Regions from separate parts of the Gossypium hirsutum genome. Here region 1 is linked to region 2. A link is a contact called in public Hi-C data. All regions are on one chromosome and are shown on one strand. Each heading gives the region's core, a stretch centred on a gene start, on an enhancer-like site or on the middle of the called end of the contact. The rest is flanking DNA. Distances are from core to core; before and after follow the strand shown. Region 1 holds the start of LOC107913961 (50S ribosomal protein L18, chloroplastic). Region 2 holds the start of LOC107924207.

What was found. Hi-C and Micro-C count contacts between places; a contact is called where the count stands out from the background.
Region 1: a contact with region 2 is called in a Hi-C map of leaf, with 4 times the contacts expected there. The contact joins the promoter of LOC107913961 here to the promoter of LOC107924207 in region 2. A contact is called at or near these places in 11 of 34 Hi-C or Micro-C datasets (callus, hypocotyl, leaf and 1 more).

What each region holds. Positions count from the first base shown.
Region 1 is chrA08:23,357,044-23,361,558 of Gossypium_hirsutum_v2.1, forward strand. It overlaps LOC107913961 (50S ribosomal protein L18, chloroplastic), which reads right to left and starts at 1,268. Exons shown (of 4, transcript XM_016842687.2): 1 at 967-1,268; 2 at 622-877; 3 at 1-36. The coding sequence starts at 840.
Region 2 is chrA08:22,800,319-22,805,502 of Gossypium_hirsutum_v2.1, forward strand. It overlaps LOC107924207, which reads left to right and starts at 2,329. Exons shown (of 5, transcript XM_016854580.2): 1 at 2,329-2,878; 2 at 3,238-3,344; 3 at 3,760-3,936; 4 at 4,281-5,184. The coding sequence starts at 2,715. It overlaps LOC121205006, which reads right to left and starts at 1,460. Exons shown (of 6, transcript XM_041075937.1): 1 at 1,314-1,460. The coding sequence starts at 1,460.

The sequences.
Region 1 (4,515 bases), core at 18-2,517, 560 kb after region 2:
GACACACAGTCTTGGTCTATCTGGTGTCCCTTCAATCTACAAAAGCAAGAAACCCCCTGTAGTAAGATAGGGGATACTCTGTATGCTTGAGGGACTTAAACCATAGTAACCAAAGCCAATAGATTTCACTATAACAATATCAAATCCATTCGGAGAGGAAACCGACCATTAAGAAAGATGATGATGATGATGATGATCAAAAGAATCTCATTTATCCGCCCATCCCCCTCTTTTCTAACTTATTAAAGATGAAGTTTACACGAACTCCCATCAATTCTTCTATATAAGAAGAAGAAAATATTATAGCTCTTATTTGTTTCTTTGGCACATAAAATAGCATGGCTCTTACAAAGTTTTACCACAGCTTAAGATAACAGGGTTCCTTAATCTAATATATCCTATGGACAAAATAATCTAACCCCATTTGGTCCCAAAACATGTACGGAAACATCATTTTTAATAAATGAGTAAATTTGAAAGATAAACAGTACTTGATAAGCTAAGAAATGGAGATAAATGTAAAAGGAATTTGCATTTTCTTAATGAGAGTATAACTGAGATAAGAAATAGGATTCGCTTTAAACAAATAAAATATCATGCTTAAAAAGAAACAGTCGTAACCTTCTTCCTAATGCGAGAATGGCGGGCCTCACGATCTTCTGTTCGGGTGCGAGCTTTGGCTTGAACATTGAGGAAGACAGAGGGTAAAGATGGCTGAGGGTTTGACATTGACAGCCTCAAGGGAACTCCTAAAAAAGAAGTCTGTTTATGATTGAGAGAACCAGCAAACTGTAATCCCGTACTGACAGTCATAGTCATAGCCGTTGCAGTAATTGCCATACCCAGTTGAGATTCGAGATTCCTTAATGCTGTCTGTCTGCGTTTCAATTTAAACAAATATCATCAAAAAACATAACCATGATTATCATTCATTTATTATTAAACAGAAGAAACAATACGTCATACCTGCTTTCCAAGGCTTTAAAATGGGGCTGTACTGGAAGGCAAAGCAAAGAAAGCAAGTGTGGATAGTGTGCTATGAGTGTTGCAGTGAGAGGGGAGTGAAGTCTGGGAGGAGCGAGATTTGGATAAGAAAAGGGATAAAGCGTATGAATGAAATAAAGGGAATGTCCTCGGCCAGTTCGGCCTTGTTTGCCTGAACACCATCTCCTGTTCTCATCCCTTGCGTGCTGGTCCCATCACCTTCCGCCTCAACTCAAAAACCGAAGCCCAACCCAATATCATAATTTTACATTATATACTATTTCTAAGCCACTGTTAAAATCAATTCACATAACACATAATTAGGGGAATAGGTAGGGGATAGTAGGCCCCCTAAAATTTTTTAAAATTTAAAATTAATAAAGATAATATTATATTTTGATTCCCTAAAAATAATAAAAATTAGATTTAATCTTTCAAAATTTATAAAGATATAGATTATTAAAATGGTAAAATCATATTTTTATTATCGTAAAAATTACAATTTAATTTTAACCCCTACAAGAATTTCTAACTTTGCCCCTGCACGTAACAGCTTTTCATTTAATTTTATCATATATTAAAAATTTATATAAACTGATAAAATTCATAAATATTTATAAATATTATAATAAATCTTAAAATTAATAAAAACATATTAAAATATTTAAAACATTTTATAAACTTATCCAACTTATAAAAAAAATTATAAAAAATAATAAAATTTGTAATAAATTATCAATATTTAAAAACTTATAAAAATCATAATAAGTCCTAATAAATTAAATATATAATTTTTAATAAAAATATAAAATAAATAAAAAATCATAATTCATTTATTGGTTTCTCATTTTGAAAATTAATGTGACATTATACTAACCATTGGATAATGGGAATAGTTGCCTAAACCAATGTTATACGAGACTGTATCAGTCGGTCAGATTAGTTGGACTAAGAATTGAAAAGGGTACTAGTCCAGAGAAAGTCACTAAATCAGTTGACTCAAAAATCGATACAGATGGGTTGAACAGGCAATTGAACCAAATTTTTATTTTTTTAATATTTTTAAATTTTTAATGATTTCTTTAATCGAATCAACGATCAAGTAACCTAATTGATTTGACCACGGTCCGATTTTAAAAACCTTAGTTAGAATATTTCATTACGACATGCTAATGAAGTTTTGATTTTATAGTATCTAACTGTACTAAAATTACTTTATGTTATACAATACTTAACTAACAATTTTTAACTTTTCAATGTCCAAACTATTGCACTATAGTTCAAAAATTGGAGATAAAAATTTTAAAAACAATATAATAATTTATCAATAAAATTGAGGTCTCACAATTATCGTTTTATTTATAGAAGATTGAGAACATTTTATTCAAAATGAAAATTATGCTAATGATATGAGGATTCTCATTTCAACATTTGGTTTGATACCATGTGTTCATTATAATTTTAACGGTTTAAATGATTTTTTTTATATATATTTTTTATATTTTTTCAATTTATTAGAATTTTTTATATTGTTTATAAGTTTTATAAAATTTTAAATATTTTGAATATGTTTCAGTAATTTTATAAACAAATTATATTTTTTTTTATAATTTTTATAAGTTTATACAATTTTTTTATATAATTTTTATAAGTATATATCAATTTTAATAATTTTATGAGAAAATATAATATTAAACCAGGATCTATCACGTATCATCATCTAATTAGTTTGTCAATTGAATTTAATGGTGATAAATGCCAAAAGTAACATGTTTTAACATCATTCTTAATGTGTTTTTGGATGATTATTCGATTTAAAATGGTGGATTTTATGCTTCTAATCATTGAAATTCATGTTTCTATACTTAAAAGAGTATTTGGGAGCAAAAGGAGCGAAAAACGAGCAAAAATTGGGAAATGGAGTAAGCTTCAGAAGCCACAAGGGCTGGGTCATTCCACACGGGCTGGACACACAACCATGTGAGCCACATGGCCAAGTGTTAGATCGTGTGGGTTTCGCAAATCGCACTTTGAACATGCGAAAAAAGACAATTTTTAGGTTTTTTGGGCATTCTGTGACCTATATATGACAAAAATAAGAAGATAAGAGAGAGTCGTCAGAGAATACTCAATAAAATGACTCGAAAAACACCATTGAAGCCGAATCTAAAGCAGATTTCCATCAAGATTGAAAATCTCCTCTTGATTCCTTTGAAGTTTATTATGAGCTTTTTATTTCTTGTGGTTATATTGCCTTCTGGATGTTTTTATTTGCGATTATAAACTAATTTTCCAAATGCCTAAGGAGATGAACCTTACAATGGGTTCTGTTATTTGATTTCAATTTTTACGCAATAAATACTTGGTTTAAAATTTCTAAATTATTAATCCATGTTTGATGTGCTTAAATTAGAGGAGAAAAAGTCCCTATTTAATAGTAGATCTAGCATAATTGAGTGGAGTTGCATGCAATTCTAGAAATAAGACTATATAAACCTACCAAATTAGAGGCAAATCTAATAGGGGGATCCATAGATCGAGTTAATGCAATAAAATGGGTTTTAATTAGAAAGAAATTTCAATTAATCAACCTAGAGTCAGTTGCTCTTACTATCAAAAGAGATATTATCATAATTTAGGGATTTTTATGGATCAAGATACGAAGTGAAAAAATTGTGTAATTTAGATTGATAATGACAGATGAAGTCTAGGTGAATTCTTTCCTAAGAATTGTCTCGCTTTTTGGTTGTTAATCAATTATTTTCCTGATTTGTTCTTTTCTATGTTCTTTAGTTATTTAATTTAGTTAATTTTAGTTTTAATCAATCACTCTAATTTGTCGGCTAAATAATAGAAAGACGGTAATTACTAGTACTTTTAGTCTTCATGGGAACAATATCTTTACTCACCATAGTTATACTATTAATTGATAGGTGCACTTGTTTTGTCAAATTTTTAATTGGTTTACGACTGCATCAAATGATCAACGTGGTTGAAGATGAAAATTGTTAAAAGAAGGACTTAATTTATTACAATTTTATATTATTTATAAGTTTTTTATAAAATTTTAAATATTTTGAATATGTTTTATTAATTTTATAAAAAAAATATAATTTATTGTAATTTTTATGAATTTTATATTTTTTATAAAAGTTTTATGATTTTTTTATAATTTTTATAAGTTTATATCAATTTTAATATTTTAATAAATTTAATGATTTTTTATAAGAAAATATAATATTAAATCAAAAGTTGTCACATGTAACCATTTGATTGGTTCATCAATTGATTTTAATGACCAGAAGACGAAAATCGTTAACGAAAGGGCTTCATTGATTTTTTTAAATTAATGATAGGGACTTAATTGGGTATGTATTTAGGGTCCATTTGTTCAAGGCGAATGACTTATGAAAAATATTTTTTACATTTTTCTATGTTTGTTTCATAGAAAATAGCTTGGTCAATAGAAAATGAGCTTTTTTTCCTATAAATTAACTTACCATTTTAAAAATGATAAGTCAATTTTAGAAA
Region 2 (5,184 bases), core at 1,079-3,578:
ACAGGCCTAGTGCTGGTATTATATTCGGGCCTTCGTGCTTAGCAGGCTTCGTGCCGGTGATGTGTATTCGGGCCTTCGTGCCTAGCAGTCTTCGTGCCGGTGATGTGTATTCGGGCCTTCGTGCCTAGCAGGCGTAATACCGGTGAAATGATATGTTATGTGAATTCGGTGTTCCTTGTAAGATAAGGGTTTAGCCGTATGTTAAAGATGAAATGATAGTGTATTGTATCATGCTTATATGGCCTAATGGCAAGTATAACATGTTGGTAAATATGCAATGTGCTTTTATAATCGAATGATAAGTTTGAAATGAATGTGAGTGAAATGTTATGCATAAGCTATCAAATGTTAAGTGTGAAAATGAGATGAAAGAAAAATGTTTGAGATGTATAATTATATATACGTTCGAATGATGTTAGTACTCAATTGATATGAATATGTTATATGGAACATGTTGATTTGATTATTCGGGCCTTTAAGCTTAGCAGACTATAATGTCGGTAAGATACTATTCGGGCTTTCGAGCCTAGCAGGCTATAAAGCCGGTGAAATGATATCGAGCCTCAAGCCTAGCAGGCAAAATGCCGGTGATTTGAGAAAAGCTTATGACTAAGGTACCTCGTGCTAGATTGTCAAATGAATACATTTAATACGTAAAGTGGGCCAGGTACGCAGTATGTACTCATATGTGAGTTTGATTTGAAGAGAATCATAAGGGAGTAATGTGATACTTATGTGAATAAATGTTAAAACTATACCTATGATCATGATACACCTGGTCAGGGTGTGAAAGTATGTAAGGGTATTTGATAAAAATATGTTATATGAATTCAGATTAAATGTGATAAGAATGTTGAACGTGCATTATGTACTTGTGTATATTCGGCCGGATGGCAATATCCCTAGAATTTGGCCTCTCAAGAAATTAAATAATCGAAGTATAATTGCGTTTATTTGTTTGCATTGCTTAAGACTTACTAAGCTTATGAAAGCTTACTCCGTTGTTACATTTCTCTGTTTTATAGATTGTTGACTTCAGTTACCGGTTCGGGTTGGAGTTCACCGGAGATATTATCACACTGTCGAGCTCACGTTATCGGTGTAAGTAAATACTAGTATTTCGAGTCTATGGCATGTATAGGGTTTTAATGTTTTGGACCTCGTAAGCTCATATATGGGATAAATTGCATGTGAAAAGAAAAGTTTTAAATTGATTGAAATTTTTCAGCACGGTTTTTGTGTGATTGATTGAGTTTAAGTCGGGTAACACCTTGAACCCTGTTCCGGTGAGGGATACGGGCGAGGGGTGTTACATTGTTCTTTGCAAGCAAAGCAATTCGAAGCGAGCGACTCCAAACAGTGTAATTTTCAACACCGGTCAAATGATGAAAAACAAGAATCGTTCCCGGTGTATCAGAAGGATGAAGAAACAACGGGTGATGAAAATCAACATCCTCCATGAAAAATGCCAACAAAAAAAAAGATAACAGGAAGAAATTGGGGAAAAAATGTGTGCCCTAGACGAAGAACGGTCAAACAAGACAAAGAGAAAAAATGGGGAACCAAAAAATCAGTACTAACCCAAGAAGAGAGAAAAAATGATACCCAAATTACCTAGAAAATGGCTCATATGATACCATGTAAAAATTTATCAGTATATTATTATAAAATTACAATTATTAATGTATTTATATAACTCATACATATATAACTGATTCATAACAAAAGAAACTAACTATTCTAACTGCTTCAACAGATTCCAACTCTTTCTACAATGACATCATTTCAGTCAACAATATTATTAGTATAATATATACAATTGATTGAGATAATAAAATATGCGTAATAAAATTAAAATGAATGAAACTATTTAAAGAAAACTTTAGTTGAGTGATAAATTTTAGGTTTTGCTAATCCAACTGACATAAACTCAAATCCCTTGCATGTGTATTTTTATTAATTTTTTTAAAAATTAAAAAAATTAAAATATCCTCCAATAACATAAATTATTTTAAATATAAAAAGATATTAAAGTAATTTTCCTTCCATTGCAATATCTAATATTACTGTCATTACTACTTTTACATTAACACGAACCATCTATTTAAAAAACTTAAACTTAATTGATTGGTGGTGTAGCCAACTCAAAACTTATAAATAAATAGTATAAATATAAATATTTAAAATTTATATAACATGAATTATTAATATATGTTAACTTAAATGATAAATAAAATGAAAAAGACAGGTCAACATAATAGCTTACGCAGATAATGGTGGCTGCTGTTAGTTTTATAGTATTAATAAATAGAATGGTTTTATTCAAATAAATAAATAAATAAAATGGTTTTATGGGAGGTTTTTTCTTTTGGTTTTTTGTGCTTGCAAACAAGTAGAAAAGTAAAAAGGAAGTTGTAATTTCCTATTAAATTTCTGTATTTTGTTTTTCAACCATTTATCAAGAAAAAGGGGGAGAGAGAGATAGAAAGAAAACGGAAGCTAGGAATTTTGGTAAAAGATAAACACAGCAACTCCTCCCCTTTCTCTGTCTTTCTTGCTTCTGCCAATAATTTTAGATCGAATCCCAAACGTAACTCTATTCTCTTTTGTGTTTTTTATTAGATTATTTTTTTGTTTCGTTTCTTAGAAGGAAAAAAAAAAGTCATTTATAAATTCAAGTGTTTGGGTACTTTGGGTTGTTTACGAAAAAGAACATGAGCAAAGAGATTGTAAAGGAAGAAGCGCCTTCGTCGTCCCCTGTTGTTTCGGGTAGCTTTGCTTCTCTGAGAAGCGTCCGATGGCGTATTAGTCTCGGTATTTTGCCTTCTTCTTCTTCAGTTGATGATCTTCGCAGGGTAACTGCCGATTCTCGCCGAAGGTGATTTTTTTTCCTTGATAAATATTCTAGTATTTTATTTATTTTTGGTTTTCTTTCCTTGTAAAGATTACCAGATTTTTTTATTATTATTTAATTTTAAATCCGGAACTTTTTTTTAACTCCTATTTTGATTTTTTTGTACAACACTCGAGCTGATTCTAGGTTAAAATTTACCCCCCAAAAAGAGAGAAGACAACTGTCTTTCTTTTTTTCTATTCCTATAACTTTTTTTTTCTTGTTCAAATTAGTTCTAAATTTTGCTCATTAAATTGCAATTGATTTTTTTTTCGTTTTTCATTTTTTTTGGAGTTAAAAACCAACAGTTATGGCCTCAAATCTCTGGTTTTATTGTAATTTAGATATGCTGGGTTGAGAAGGTGGCTGCTAGTGGATCCACATGTTCCAAAGGATGGAAGAAGTAAATCCCCTGATCTTGTCATGGACAATCCACTCTCTCAAAACCCAGGTAATTGCCAATGGTTCTTATTATTTTTCTTCATTATATTGGTTACCTATTTGTATTGTTGATTCATCAGTTTTTGTTTTGATAAGTAGTGCTATGTTTACCTCGCTATCTTATCTTGATTCACGTTGAACTTATGTAGAAAGTGTTTATGGGTCCAATGTTCGTTTCAGTTCCACAAAAAGGAGGCAAATCTCTTTGCCTCCTTTTCCAACCCATCCTGGTTGGTTGGTTGGTTTTGAAGCCAGGACTTGGAACTCGTCTTTGTCAATGGAAAATGTTCCATTAAACTCTCCAATACTTTAGGAATATTCTTCTTTGAGAAACTTAATGTTTTTTCATCATAATATACTCCCCTTTCTTTTAAAACTCTTTGTTGCTTGATCTTTACTGAAACAATATATAATTCTTAATGCAGACAGCACCTGGGGGCGATTCTTTCGGAATGCTGAGCTGGAAAAAATGGTTGACCACGATTTATCACGATTATATCCAGAACATGGAAGCTACTTCCAGACTCCTGGATGCCAGGGAATGCTGAGAAGAATATTGTTGTTGTGGTGCCTTAGGCATCCAGAGTATGGTTATAGACAAGGTTTTTTCCTAAGCACTTTTCCAGCATATTTATTAGTTTCTGTTCCTTCACATTTTAGATTTTGCAAGATTAAATCAGCAATGTGTTGCTGCCCTAATTATTGAGTGTTTTCTAGTACCTGAATCACTGCTTTTCATGGTAAGACATAAAAGTAACATGCTTGCCTTTACCTTAGGTGAAAGCCAGTTGGACTTGATAATGCAAATTTCTTTTTGTGGTCTGCAACGAAAAAGCCATTGGAAATTGTGTCACAATAAAGTCAACTAACTAGTAGTTCTTGCTATTTTATTATCCGAATCATCAAGCTGGCTCTTCATCTGTTTCTCTTTCCTGCTTGTTTGTAGGAATGCATGAACTCTTGGCACCTCTTCTGTATGTTCTTCATGTCGATGTTGAGCGTCTTTCGGAAGTGCGAAAGCTACATGAACACCATTTCATTGACAAATTTGATGGATTGTCATTTGAAGAAAATGATGTTACATACAATTTTGATTTTAAGAAGTTTTTAGATTCTATGGAAGATGAGATTGGATCTCAAGGTAATTCAAAGAAAGCTAGGAGTCTTGATGAGCTTGATCCTGAGATACAGACCATTGTATTGCTAAGTGATACTTATGGAGCTGAAGGTGAACTTGGTATTGTCTTGTCTGAGAAATTTACTGAACATGATGCCTACTGTATGTTTGAGGCTCTGATGAGTGGGGCTCATGGTTCAGTTGCTATGGCAGATTTCTTTTCTCCCATTCCTGCTGCTCAGTCCCAGAGTGGCTTGCCCCCTGTCATTGAAGCCTCAGCTGCATTATACCATTTACTGTCAATTGTTGATTCTTCCCTGCATAGCCATCTCGTCGAGCTTGGTGTTGAACCCCAGTATTTTGCACTTCGCTGGTTGCGGGTTTTATTTGGACGGGAGTTTTCACTTCAAGATCTCTTAGTTGTATGGGATGAGATCTTCACGGCAGATAATAGCCCACTTGAAAAAGACTCTGGAAATGATGAGAATTCCAGTTTTAAAATGTTCAATTCATGCCGTGGAGCATTAATAACTGCTATGGCAGTCTCTATGATACTTTATGTGAGATCTTCCCTGCTTGCCACTGAAAATGCAACAACTTGTCTTCAGAGACTCTTGAACTTGCCGGAGACTATAAATCTGAGAAAACTTATAGCGAAGGCGAAGCCACTGCAAATTCTTGCATTGGATTCTAAAATTTCACCTTTGTCATCTATATTTGATGGTTCTTATAA